Linked DNA regions of Mus musculus: regions 1 and 2 are each linked to region 3. A link is a contact called in public HiChIP or PLAC-seq and promoter capture Hi-C data. All regions are on one chromosome and are shown on one strand. Each heading gives the region's core, a stretch centred on a gene start, on an enhancer-like site or on the middle of the called end of the contact. The rest is flanking DNA. Distances are from core to core; before and after follow the strand shown.

Evidence for each region. Promoter capture Hi-C pulls out the DNA fragments that hold promoters and counts their contacts. HiChIP or PLAC-seq counts read pairs in DNA pulled down with a chosen protein or histone mark.
Region 1: a promoter capture Hi-C map of pre-B cells shows a contact between it and region 3, with 2.0 times the contacts expected there. The contact joins the promoter of Aspscr1 here to the promoter of Narf in region 3. A contact is called at or near these places in 1 of 39 promoter capture datasets (pre-B cells), 1 of 484 Hi-C or Micro-C datasets (embryonic stem cells) and 1 of 115 datasets of contacts at active chromatin or transcription factors (pancreatic cancer cells).
Region 2: a contact with region 3 is called in a FOXA1 HiChIP or PLAC-seq map of pancreatic cancer cells. The contact joins the promoter of Arl16 here to the promoter of Narf in region 3. A contact is called at or near these places in 1 of 39 promoter capture datasets (erythroid cells) and 2 of 115 datasets of contacts at active chromatin or transcription factors (memory CD8 T cells and pancreatic cancer cells).

Annotation. Positions count from the first base shown.
Region 1 is chr11:120,670,528-120,674,930 of GRCm38.p6, reverse strand. It overlaps Aspscr1 (alveolar soft part sarcoma chromosome region, candidate 1 (human)), which reads right to left and starts at 1,958. Exons shown (of 16, transcript NM_026877.2): 1 at 1,761-1,958; 2 at 836-891. The coding sequence starts at 1,862.
Region 2 is chr11:120,465,930-120,470,262 of GRCm38.p6, reverse strand. Arl16 (ADP-ribosylation factor-like 16) reads left to right here and starts at 2,663. Exons shown (of 5, transcript NM_197995.2): 1 at 2,663-2,900; 2 at 3,023-3,081; 3 at 3,496-3,609; 4 at 4,164-4,279. The coding sequence starts at 2,840. It overlaps Hgs (HGF-regulated tyrosine kinase substrate), which reads right to left and starts at 2,628. Exons shown (of 22, transcript NM_008244.3): 1 at 2,500-2,628; 2 at 1,170-1,254; 3 at 588-663; 4 at 136-228. The coding sequence starts at 2,536.
Region 3 is chr11:121,234,413-121,238,856 of GRCm38.p6, reverse strand. Narf (nuclear prelamin A recognition factor) reads right to left here and starts at 1,621. Exons shown (of 11, transcript NM_026272.3): 1 at 1,506-1,621; 2 at 340-438. The coding sequence starts at 1,532.

The DNA.
Region 1 (4,403 bases), core at 709-3,208, 560 kb after region 3:
ACATGTCTCCAAGAATAAAAGCTCTACTTAAGACAGAAACCTGCATCCCTCCTATGGCCTCAGACCCGAGGACCTGGTGGAGGACTGCTCTCTTTGTACTAACACCCTGACCCAGAGACCCAGACATGGGAGGACTACAGCAGCTGGGAGGCGAACAATCCCTTTACAGCTTTCTAGCCATTCCTTTGTCCTACCAGGAATTTACACAGACAGCCAAAACCCTGCATTTGTGGGTTTAGACAGTGCTCCCCAAAAGATACATCACTGTTCTTGCCCCTAAAACCTGTGAAAATGACCTTATTTGTCACAAGTATTTATGAATGTAGGTTAAGAGAGTAAATTAAATAAGGTCACCCTGGACTAACCAGAGGACCCTAAACCCAGTGACTTGTGTCTTCGGGCCGTTTGAAGATCAAGGCAGAAGTTGTACTGATGCAGTCACAAGCCAAGAAATACCAGGACAGCCAGAAGCTGAAAGAGATGAGTCCTCTTCCCTAGAATATTCTAGAGTATAGCCACAGGGGTGGGGGTGGGGTCTTTGATCCCAGCATTGTGGAGGCAGAGGCAGAAGGCTCTCTGTGAGTTTGAGACCAGCCTGGTCTACAAAGTGAAGTCCAGGACAGTCAGGGCTACACAGAGAATCTGGGGGCGGTTGGGGGGGGGGGGTGGCACAACCATACTCTGGGCACTTTGGACTTTGCCTTCAGAACTGGGCAAGGATAAACTTCTGTTGTATTAAAGTACCTATGGGGGCGCTTCTAAGGCAGAGATAGTATGTGTTGAGAAAAGGACCAGGTAGACTGAGAAGCCCACAGCTGAGTCCAAGCAAACTCACTTCAGGTCGTATTCACTGGGGTTGAAGTCTTGCCGCCGGCATGTGTCTTCTAGTACCTGTGGGACAAATGATCGGTAAAACCTACCTCAACTGATAGTAGGCGCACTGGCCAGCCCACCAAACATCTCACTCACCAGCTCCAAGCAAACTACATGCAAATCCTGTCTACTCTCTCCCCTCCTACTGGGGACCCATTATTGACTTAATCCTCCAACTATGGCCTAGCCTGTCCACCCCTGGTCCCATGTTCTAGGCTCTGCGAGGCCTCTAGCCACAAATAATAATCTGCCTTACTGAACTTTGTGTCCACGGCCACTCTGTGGCCCGGCAGTCTTTGTGCAACTGCTGCATGACCAGAACCCTCCTCTACATGAGCGCAGCTCCAAATGGAGGTCACTCTGTATGGCCCTGCCACAGATATGAATCGTGTACGCCTTTGTAACCTAACAACAGAGGTTTAATAAGCAGGTGTAATTCATACGAGGTCACAAACAGCAACAATCAAAAGCCGTGAGTGACTTAGCAAAATTCACTTCCGGGAACACAGGCCCTAGGGTCCGGAGGGACGCCCCTGAGCTGAGCAGGAAGGAACGCCACTCTTCCCGGTGACCGAGAAGGCTGGATTCGGACAAGCGCCGAAGATTCTGGGGCTCGCAAGGCTCGACCCTGTTAGTGGGGTCCACCCCACCGTGCTCAGCAAACGCGCCTCCAAGTATCCCGCCCCGCCCCCGGGACCCAGATCTAGAGGATGGGGCGGACAGCCGCGCGAAAGGCGCTCATTGGCTGCCTCAGGCCCCGCCCACCGGGACCCGGTCCCGCCCTACCGCCCTAGGAGCAACCGCAGGGGCGGGCCCTGATGCGGCGACCCCGGGCGGCCCGCGGGTCCACCCATCCGCCCGTTCCCCACCCGGGCCGGCGGCCGCACCTGCAGCAGCACGGTGCTCGGCGTCACCTTCACCGTGTGGCGCCGCCCGTTTGGGGCCAGCACCGACACCGCGGAGCCCCCGCCGCCCGCCGGGGCCGCCATCTTCCGCTCACGTGACCGCAGCCGGCTCGCCTCAAACAACTTTATCCGCAACAGCCCGGACGCACAGCCACGCGGTCTCGGGGGCGGGGCCAACTCGCTTCCGGGCCCGCCCCCGGCGCTCTGGCTCTGCTTTGCTATTAGGCAGCCTGATGGCGTCCCGACGGCGCGGACCAAAGGCACCTCCCTGGAAGGAGCACAGTTCTGTCAGGGACATTGTTTCTTCATCCGGAGGCACGTGTTCCTGGGAACCTCCAAGCTCTGGGGGCTGCCTGCAAGAAAGCTATGCTGCCTGGGGCCAGCCTGGGGCCCACAGCTACCTGTCTGTCACCAAGTACTGGGTATGCGCACACCAGAGTTAGCCTTTGTACCTACTCCGTTAAGTACTGATCCTGCCTCCCTTCTCAAGTGTTCCTGTGATCATCATCGTCACATGGCGACAACCTTTTAGAAAAATATTTTATTGAGACTGATGTGGTAATGCAAGCCTTTAATCCCAGTATGTTGGAGGCAAAAACAGATCCCTGAGTTCAAGACCAGCCTGGTCTACAGAGCAACAGTCTTCCAGGACAACCACGGCTACCCAGAGAAACCCTGTCTTGAAAAAATAACAACAACAATAATAATAAAGTTATATTTTATGTGTTTTTTTTTTATTGTGTGTCTGTGGAAGAGCAGGTACAGGCATGCTATGGTACCTGTGTGCATTGTCAGCGAACTTGCCTGTTCCCTCCTTCCACCTTGTGGGACTGAGGGATTCATTTGAGGTTACCAGGCTTGGTGGCACTTTTACTTGCTGAGCCATCTTGTTGACTTCAGGCCCTCTCTTAGCTTGTCACCATGACTTCAAGGAGAATGCTTTGCCTATGGTCCTTGGGATTGTTGTAAAAATCTCCAAATCTGACTGGAGAAGCTGGTATACAGCATCTGTGTCACACGTGTGTATTGACAAACATGGGGAAAAGAATGGGAAGAGTTTGCGTGTTCTATGCAACCTTAGACCCTCACTGTGCTGCCCACCTTCCCGGGTCCCCTTTGGTTTTCTTCCTTTCTTTTTTACACACTAGCATTTAAAACAAAACCTCACAAACCCTCAAGTCTGTTTTCTTTCAACTGTCCCACTGTTAGAATCCTCTGGCAGAACATTTAGAGAGGTGCAGTGAGAAAAATGGACAGCCATCAAGAGATACAGATTGTTCTGAAAGTGAGCATGTGAAATTTGACCATGGTCAGGCTCAAGTTAAAGTCGGAATCCTCCATAATCAAGGTCCCTCTTTCCTTGGGTAGTAAATTAGTCAGCTATAGGCTAATTCTTTAAGACTACAATGCCATGTTTTTTTTTTTTTCTTCCCACATTTATTATGCAACAGTTTTAACACCAATTGATGAATGAGTTTTTTTTATTTATTTCCTTGACAGTTGTCCGGGCTAGTTTTATGTCAACTTGACACAAGCTAGAGTCATCGGAAAGAAGGAAACCTCAAATGAGAAAATAACTCCACAAGATCTGGCTGTGGGGCATTTTTCTTAATTAGTGATTGATGTGGGAGGGCTCAGCCCATTGTGGGTGGTGCTATCTCTTGGTAGTGGTTCTGGGCAGTGGTGGCCCACGACTTTAATCCCAGCACTCCAGCGGCAGAGGCAGGCAGATTTCTGAGTTTGAGGCCAGCCTGGTCTACAGAGTGAGTTCCAGGACAGCCAGGGCTACACAGAGAAACCCTGTGTCAAAAACCAAAAAATAAAAAAAATAAAAAATAAATAAAAAAGAGAAAAAGAAACATCTCTCTTTAAAAAAAAATCATATATATTAAATTAATGTGAATTCTGGGGTTTTCTTCTTTTTTTCTTTTTTTTTAGATTTATTTATTTATTATATGTAAGTACACTGCAGCTGTCTTCAGACACACCAGAAGAGGGAGTCAGATCTTGTTACGGATGGTTGTGAGCCACCATGTGGTTGCTGGGACATGGATTTGAACTAAGGACCTTTGGAAGAGCAGTCGGGTGCTCTTACCTGCTGAGCCATCTCACCAGCCCTTCTTTTTTCTTTTTTTAGGTTTTCTTTTTTAATATTTTATATGTGGCCAGACAGTGGTGGTGCATGCCTTTAATCCCAGTACTTGGGAGGCAGAGACAGGCAGATTTCAGAGTTCCAGGACAGCCAGGGCTACACAGAGAAACCCGATCTCAAAAAAACAAAAACAAAAAAACATATATATATATATATATATGTGTGTGTGTGTGTGTGTGTGTGTGTGTGTGTGTGTGTATAATATGTGTGGAAGTTTTGCCTGCAAGCATGTCTGTATATCACATGCATTCCCTTGGTTCCAGTAGAGGCCAGAAGTAGGTATCAAATCCCTTGGAACTGGAGTTATAGATAGCTATGAGCTACCATGTGGGTGCTGGGACTTGAACCTGCAACACCTGGAAAAACTGCCAGTGCTCTTAACCACTGAGCCATCTCTCTAGCCCCTCATGCCTTTTTTTTTTTCCATTTCATTGTAGGGTTTGAGTATTGTTTCTTTCGTGCTTAAATTGACC
Region 2 (4,333 bases), core at 1,414-3,913, 770 kb after region 3:
CAGTAAGTGACCATTCTTACCCTCACCCCCTCTAACACACCCACTGCTCTTCCTGCTGTATTCTGCCCACAAACAGAAGATTTGGCACTATACCTGAATCTACCTTCTCTTGTGACTCCCAGGACGCCCGCCTACCTTCAGCAGCTCCTTCAGTTCTTCCATGGTCTGTTTGTTGGCCACTTCATCATGGACTGTCTGGCCACAGTTCTTTACCACAGACTCCATCACCTGAAAACCCCAAGGAAGAGAAAGGCCTAGCTCGTGTTCAGGGAAGAGGCAAGAGCCCCTCTTGCTGGAAGACAGGTCTCTGAACCCACCTAACTTGTTAGAAACCCCAAGCAGCAGCTCAAAGTCGGGTTCCAGGCCCTGATAACATCCAGTCCCTCAGGGGTACATGGATGACAGCTAGAAGAGCAGCATTTCTGCTCCCTCCCATTCCCATGAGAGCAGCCAGGCTCAGTGGCCGAGCTCACAACTGTACGAAGTGCTAAAGGTCTCCACTGGTTGCTATGTGGAGACCTGACACCGGAAGGGTAAGGATTCTTGGAGTCTGAGGAGAGAAACAACTGCAACAGCGCTCTAGTTACCTCCAGAGCATACAAAGCCACGTGTGGGTTCTTATCATTAACCTTCTTCTTGATGGAGTTTACAGCATATTTTGCTCTGGAAGAGGGGGGAAAAAAAGGGGCGGGGGGGTAGGAATTAGTAACAGCAGAGAGAGAAAAGGATGGGAAAGCCCTCAGTATGGTTAGGAAAGCCCTCCTCCATATTTCTTTAAGTACTGAGACAGGGGTTTTCGTACCCCAGGCTAGACTCAAGCCTTGGACTTCCTATCCTTCTGTCTTCACTTCCTAAGTGCTGGGATCACAGAGAGTGCTGTCACACCTGGGGTATGACAGTGCTGTCACACCTGGGTTATAGTGTGTTGAGCATGACACTCAAGGTTTAATACATGCTAGGCAAATACTCTACCAACTGAAATATAAGCCAACCATGAGTTTAGCCTGACAGACCTCCTCAAGGAAATATCAGTGAGTCTAAGTATCTCCAAATTGTGCTGTTTTAATTGTCCCAAGATATCAAAACAATCTGGATTAAAAAAAAACAAAAAAACAAAAAACTCATGTTGCCCATTTAATCTTAGAAGAGGGGTGGTTCTCTTCACTTACTGTGTGTCCCCCTGACGGATCAGGTCGCAGATCTGTAGAATGGACTCCCAGTCTGTCTCCAACAGAAGCTGGCTGGTGGCTTTGTCTAAAGGGAAGAGATGCCCATTCAAAGGGTCCATTGAGCTATGTTTCCGAGCCGGCCCGTCAAAAGTCAAGAACATCCCTCATTTTATACAGCCAAAACCAAACTGAAAATCCTCTTGAAGTACACTGACAACCATGGAAATGGCATCCTCCCATGCAAGAAGCAAATAATGTGGAAATGATACTTAGTCCCTATCAGCTGTCAGCTCAAGCTCGGCTTCACTCAGTTCCCACAGACCCTCTGGAGAGAGGTACTACTTGCATCTGCTTTAAAGATAAAGGAGGTAGAGAATGCCCTTTGTCACAGCTTGCTGGGCACTTTAAAATGGCATACCCTGCTGCTTCTCAACAGAGTCCCATCATTTAGAAGTTTTGTCCTTTACCTCTTAGCTGGGTAATGTAATGGGTCCCTTAGCAAGCTCTAGAAGATGAGGGATGATTTCTCCATGTCAAGTGGTACCCCCAGCCAACACCTCTTCACACTCGGATCACCCCTCCCTTACGAAAGTGAGCTATCCCAAGATACACCACCCTTGTTACTCATTCAACAAGTTAGTGGATTCATACCTGACGTGCTGAACCTCCCAGGATATGAGACTAAGGTAAACATCTCATCATCTAAGATTCCCCTTTGAAAACCTTAGCTCAAAAAGGAGCAAGTGAGCAGCCTAGGATGGGGCCTGCTCCTGAACACATTTATTGAGGGAATGGTGCATGCATGTCAAACTCATTTTTCCCTCCTAAAATTTACACTGTCCAGGAACCTCAGATAGTGATATCAACAAGCACCTTCAAAAATGAGAAATACATGTCTTCTCAAACCCCCAGGCACTACCAGAGCGCAAGAGGCTGAGGTCCTAGGAAGCATTCCCCAAGGGGCTCGAAAGGTTTAAGGAAGGCAGTATCGGTTCCACCCTGCGAAAAGGTATCGGGGTCTGAGACCCGCATGAAGCTAAGATCTGAGTCATGACTTCATGACTCAGGACTTTGGCCCAATCGGTTCAGGACCGTCGGACCCGGAGGAAGAGAGGTCCGTCACGGACCCCCAAAGAGCATTCGTCACTGGAACCCCAGGACTCAGTGTACAGCCCGGGCGGCCACACCCGAGGCCCGGGAACCGTGCAGTGCTCCCCGGAGGCCGACGGCCGGTCTAGGTGGCCGGCCCGCTCTCCTGAGACCTACGGAGGCAGCATCTGGCCGGTGCGCGCGAGGGAGCTGACTTGGAGCTGACGGGCGGACGCGTTACCTAGGAGACGCTCGAAGGTGCCGCTGCCTCGCCCCATGGCGACCCCACTCCGGACCGACGCTGCAGTCGCTCCCTCTTTCGGAGCTGACGCGCCCCCCAACTTCCGCTTCCGCCTTTCTTTTTCTGCTCGCGCACGCGCAACGCCTCCGCGCCGCCCCGAGTCCTGCTCCATGGCGAGACTTGCGCTTACACACTGACTCTGAGCGTCCATTGGACCGCTCAGTCCATTGGGACTAACCAATGAGCAGCCTGGACGAGCGGTCTATCCAATGAAAGCTAAGCGGAGGCGGGCCTCATTGCGTGGTAGCTCGGAGGTACAAGCGCGTTATCCGAGGAAGGGATGTGTCTCCTGCTTGGAGCTGCTGGGGTCGGGAAGACCCTGCTGGTGAAACGCCTTCAGAATATCCTTCCGCGCCGAGTGGGCAGGCAGGGAGTCCCAGGCAGGGTGGGGAGGGAGCACACCGGGGTCGCTCATCACGGGAACTCCTCCCTCTGCCACGCCATGGCCCTTGACCGCCGGGACAGCTGAGCTCCGGAGATGGCAAAGGCGACCTGGGAGAGCCCCCACCGACGCGGCCCACGGTAGGTGTCGGCCTCTCTCAGGTCATGCATGCCCTTTGAGGCTTGCAAAGGTCCTCAGACCTCTTCTAATGGAAGCCGCGGTGCCTGTGGTCAGTAGGTTGGGTACTGTCTGCGGCAGAGGAACTCCCATCACTAGACTTCTGAGTGTGGAGAACCCGAAGCCCGTCTTCCGGTGGGCACCTTTCTCTCCCATCCCTAGAAATTCATTCCCTCGTCACTCTCAAGGCCCATCTCTATGGTTGACGTTGGCCTGGAGCCCCCAGAGAGCTGCATTTCTTGGTGGCGAGAGCAGAGGGCTTGAGCAGTTGTCACTGGCTGTGGATGCTTAGCTCCCTCATGGCGGTGCTGCCATCCAGAAGCTCACCACAGCACACCGCTTGCGCTGGTCTCAGTGCATCGTGGTTTTTTCCATAGGTGGGCACCAACCTTACAGACATTGTGGCCCACAGGAAGATCACCATCCGAGAGCTCGGGGGATGCATGAGCCCCATCTGGTCCAGTTACTATGGAAACTGCCATTCGCTCTTGGTGAGTTAATACTTCAAGCTTCTTTGGAGGTCAGTTTTGTCTGACTCCCTGAACCATCAAGTATTGGCCCTGCTTTTCATGGGATCGGGTTTGGGGGTCTTTGATGACTGTGCATTGGTCTGATTTCCTGAGCAGGGCTCAGATTCTAGGAGGCTTGTTGAAGGCACAGCATGTTCTATGCCTTGATACCTGAATACGACCAACACTTTACATCCCTCTTGTTGGTCCTATCTGTAGAAGGAAGGGGCATCAAATTCTGGGATGAAGAGCTGATGGCCACAGTAGACTTAATTTTACTTAAAGACACCAGTGACAGTCATCCTCGTACAACTCCCCCTTGGCTATTTCCAAAACCTGTTGTTTAAAAGCCAATCTGGGGCTGGATATGTAGCTCAGGAGAGTGCTTGCCCTAGCTACACTTGAAGCCCTAGGTTCAAACTCCTGCATCATAAATTTAAATCCACTTAAAAAGTTGTCTGTGTGCTTTTGTGAAATGACCAGACAGGGCTCTGGTCAGGACTATCTTCTGTAGCATGTTTTCCTTTTCTCCCTAGTTCATGATGGATGCTTCTAACCCCACCCAGCTCTCTGCATCCTGCATGCAGCTCCTGGGTCTCCTTTCTGCAGAAGAACTTGAAAAAGCCTCCGTCCTCATACTCTTCAATAAAATGTATGGGTCTAAGGGCTGGGCAGGATGAAGGGCAAGGTATCCCAAGGGGTTGCT
Region 3 (4,444 bases), core at 372-2,871:
CAAGCTTAAAGAATCATGGAACTTGACCCTCAAGTCTGCATGCATTACAGAATGTGAGTTCCTTCCATTTTATAGAATAAGGTTTCAACACTGTACCACAATATTCCTATTTCTCAAGCAGTTCCTGGCCTGGTATGTTTGAGAAGACTCAAGACTGTCCTATACATGGCTCTTCCCACTTTTACTTCAGTCTTTCTTAGAGCAGTGAAGTGCAAGGTAGTATAAGACTGGACAGAAGAAACAACAGTAGCCACTCCACTCACACTCACGTTAGGCTGACACAAACCCGATCCACTCACGCTCACGTTAGGCTGACACAAACCCGAAGCATCTACTTGCCTCTTCACTCTCCTTGGCTGGGCTGGCCCCATCGCTTGGCTGGGCCCCATCACTGGACACATTCTCCTGGTCATCAGTTTTTGATTTTTTACTACATTCCTTTAAAAAAAAAAAAAAGGATGGGGGATGTTAGAAAGGAAAATTATTTTTCTTTTCTCTATTTTTATTTATCTATTTTTTTCCTTTTTAGATCAAGTCTTTCTACATAGTCCTGGCTGTCCTGGAACTCACCATGTAGACCAGGCTGACCTCAAATTCACAGAAAGTCTGCCTCTGCCTCCTGAGTGCTCAGATTAAGATGTGTGCTACCATATTTTTTTTTAATGAGATAGGGTCTTGATAAATTGCACTGTCTAACTTTGAGCTCCTGCCTCAGTCTCTCAAGCACTGGGATCATTGGTGTGTACCACCGAGCTCAGTCAAGAATAATTTAGTGTGATGCCAAAAACCAAAACATATCCTGAGCAGTCGATCTTACTTCTAAGAAACCCTTTCTACAAAATAAAATCATCCATACTTATAGAAGGGTACACATAAACACTCACACCCTCCATTTGTATTGTTTGTAGTAGTAATGAAGAACAGGAAGTGATCTAACGGTAATATATATAAGAACATTTAGATGTGGCTATTACACAAGATTACAGGCGATTCTCTGAAAAAAAAAAAAAACAACGTATGGAGTATTTGGATATGATACAATTCCTGTAAAAAAACAAAAAACCAAACGAGATTCCTGCACATGCATCACGTGTGAAGGCAAGTGAGGCAGCTGTCAGTCACTTCAGCCACCTAGTGGAGCAGGACAGGAGGGCCTGCCTGCCCTTTATTCCTTCTCCACTTCGTTGTATTGAAGTTTGTTGTTGTTTAAGTAGAAGAGCCGCTCAAAGCATCATTTCTAATTACTTTATTAATCGTTCACTTCCACAACAGGGTGCCGGGACTGAGATCAATCCCCGGCCCCAGAACAGTAGCTTCCACGGACAGTCCCGGCGGTGCACTCGCCTGCAGTGGACAACAGCCAGCTCGCCGCCCAGTCCTCTGCAGACAGGTGATGGCTGTCAGAGGCCGACATAACAGAGCAAGGTGCACCCGGCTGAGCCCGACCCTCACCACCGATTCCAGCCTTGGCTTTCGCCCCTAGCCCCGCCGGACGACGCACCCACCTTTCGTGTGCAGTGCTCACACTTCATCTGGAGTGGGACTGGCAGGAGGCCGACGCGCCTAAGCTGTGAGGAGTAAGGAAGACTGGAACACCGCCGCCTGCCGCCCGCTAGCGACCTGCGACCCTTTGTTGTCTTCTTGCACGGAGGCCCCGCCCCAAGGACTGTAGTAGACCAATGAGAGAGCCTAAGCAAGATGAGCCACACCCCTGAGCCAATGAAAAGAGTGCAAGGATGGTATGGCACGCTCACCCCGCCTCCGCCGCTTAAGCCAATGAGAGTGTGAGGAAGTGGCAGGTCCCTCCCAGGAGCCAATCAGAGAACGGGGGTGGAGCTTGTCCCTCGACTAGTAGTTGCCCGGCCGGGACATATCCTCCTGTCAGTTTTTGCCTGGTTAAGGACTAATGGGGAAAGTTGGCAAAGGCGGGCGTATGAGGCAGGAAGAGTGCGCTGACCGAGCGGACGAGGCCGAATCGCGGCGACCTCAGAGCGCCTTGCTCAGTGGCCGCGGCCTGGCCCGCTCAATCAAGTTAGCGTCGTAAGTTCTGCTCTACTGCGTCTCCTGGAGGGCGGAGCCGGCGCCGCCCTCTACCGCCGCCATGACCAGCCAGCGAAGCCTCACGTAGGCCGGTGCGGCACAAGTGCACATGCGCAGCAGGCTTGCTTTGCTTTATGGGCAATGCTGCTGAGTCTGGCGTGTAGATTCAAAGTAGGCTGACCTTGAATCTTGGCGAGTTAGCGCATGCCTTTAGTCCCAGAACCCAGGAGACAGAGCAAGGCAGATCTCTGAGTTCCAGGACGGCCAGTACTACACATGTACCTGTCTACAAACAAAATGACAGGTAGGATGAGCAGGCCTATTGGCAATTACCCAACACTCAGGAGGCTGAGGCAGGAAAATGATAAAATTAAAGCCAACACTGCCCTATACTGCTACACAGTGAGACCTGTCTCCAAGGCAGATTAAATGCATTATTCTTTTGTTGTGTTCCAATCCCCTGGGAAAGACCAAAGACAGACTCAATTCAAATTTAAATTAAATAAGTGCATTCTTACTCCTACCTGAAGGACAGCGGCTTTAGAGCCAAACAGCATGCTGGAAGAAGGCTAAAGGAAAGCTTTATAAAGTAGATATCATAGCTGCACACCACCTACAGAATAGGGCAAGTTACATAATATACAAAAGATGTACCTTATCTATGGAATCCACAGCTGGGCAAGAGAATCGTCCTGTGTAATAATGTACATATAACTCCCCTGGGACAGCTAAAGAAACTTACTATAGTACCAGGCATCCCTTAAAGGCCACTGACCTTTGACCTGGAATGTCAATAATAGAATGAGATTATAGGATAATGGTTTACCGAGGGAAGTGTCTCTAATAACTGAGAGCAGCCTGTTTCTGGACCAGCAGTAACAGTGCCCCCAAGTTACAGCTGGCTGTCACATCCCCAGCCCTAAATTCTCTGAATTAGCTTGTTAAATGGAGTTTGTTTTTCAGTGCCTTCTAAAAGCTGAGTTTAAACATATCATTAGAAATATAAGGGGGCTAGGGAGATGATGGCTAAGAGCACTGCCTTTCTTTCAGAGGATCAAAGTTGGTTCTTAGCACCTGTGACTGACTGGCTAGAAACTTCCCGGGCTCCAACTCGAGGGATCTAGCGCCTCTTCTGGCCACCGGAGGCAACAGACACACAGTGCATTTGCTCACATGCTGCCAAAACGCTCATAAAACAAAAAGAAATATGAATTTAGGGCCCAGTGAAACGGTTTAGTAGGTAAAGCAAGGTAAACCCCTGCAAGGTGTCCTCTCCTCCACTTGCTACTATGGATGTGCGCACACACAACATAAAGAAATAAAAATGTTAACATCATTGTGAGTTTACCTTACTTTCAGTTCACTAAAATTATTCTCAGTGATGTCGGGAGTACGGGCAGTCGCCCGAGGAGCTCCAGGTCCTATCACCAGAACCAAAACCTGTTCTGTCTCACAGCTATCTTCTGGTTCTCTTCCTCTCTCCTGTTTCATGCAATTTTCCCATGTACATGGAAAAAATATATATGTATATGTGTATGTGTGTGCATTTGTGTATATACTTGCACACATACAGATGTTGGTTCTCTCCTACCATCCTGGTTCCAAGGATCAAACTCAGAACCAACTCTAGGAGCTCAGCCATTTTGCTGATCCTCTTGATTACTAACTGCAAGGTTAGGCAAGACTAGAGAAGGGAAGACAGGAATCATAAGACTGTCTAGTTGTCTAGTTGGGGAGTTTCTTTTGTTTCTACATTCTTTGAGCTACACTCATATGAACTGTCAACACATTCTTTTTGTTCTGCACGCTTATATAGCTAAAACTGTTTTTATTCTCAAAATTCTGGTAGAAATAACTTGATATCAAGTACCCTTCACTACTGCGGAGAGCTGTGTAAAGATTACTCTTACACTTAAGAGTCTACAAATGTTCAATGACATATTATATCTGATTTGGTTATCCTGCTGGAAGCCAGTCAGACACTATGACCCACACCTTAATGCTTAGAAGCAGTAACCAAACATTAACGTCCACACCCAACTTGTGGAGTTTTATTAAGATGGAGTCTCTTGAGGCTGGAGGAATGGCTTAGCAGTTTAGAGCATTTGCCATTGCGGAGGACCTGGGTTGATTCCTGATTCTGTGTATTGGTTCCCAACATTTCCATTAACTCCTGTCTCCAGGGTATGTGACACCCTGCTTGGTTTTTGTTGTTCTTTTGGTTTTGGGGGATTTGTTTTGTTTTGGTTTGGTTTGGTTTTGAGACAGGGTTTCTGTGTGTAACCTGGCTGTCCTGGAACTCACTCTGTAGACCAGCCTGGCCTTGAAATCTGGGATCCACCTGACTCTGCCTCCCAGGTGCTGGGATTAAAGGCGTGCACCATGACTGGCTGGCAGCGACGCA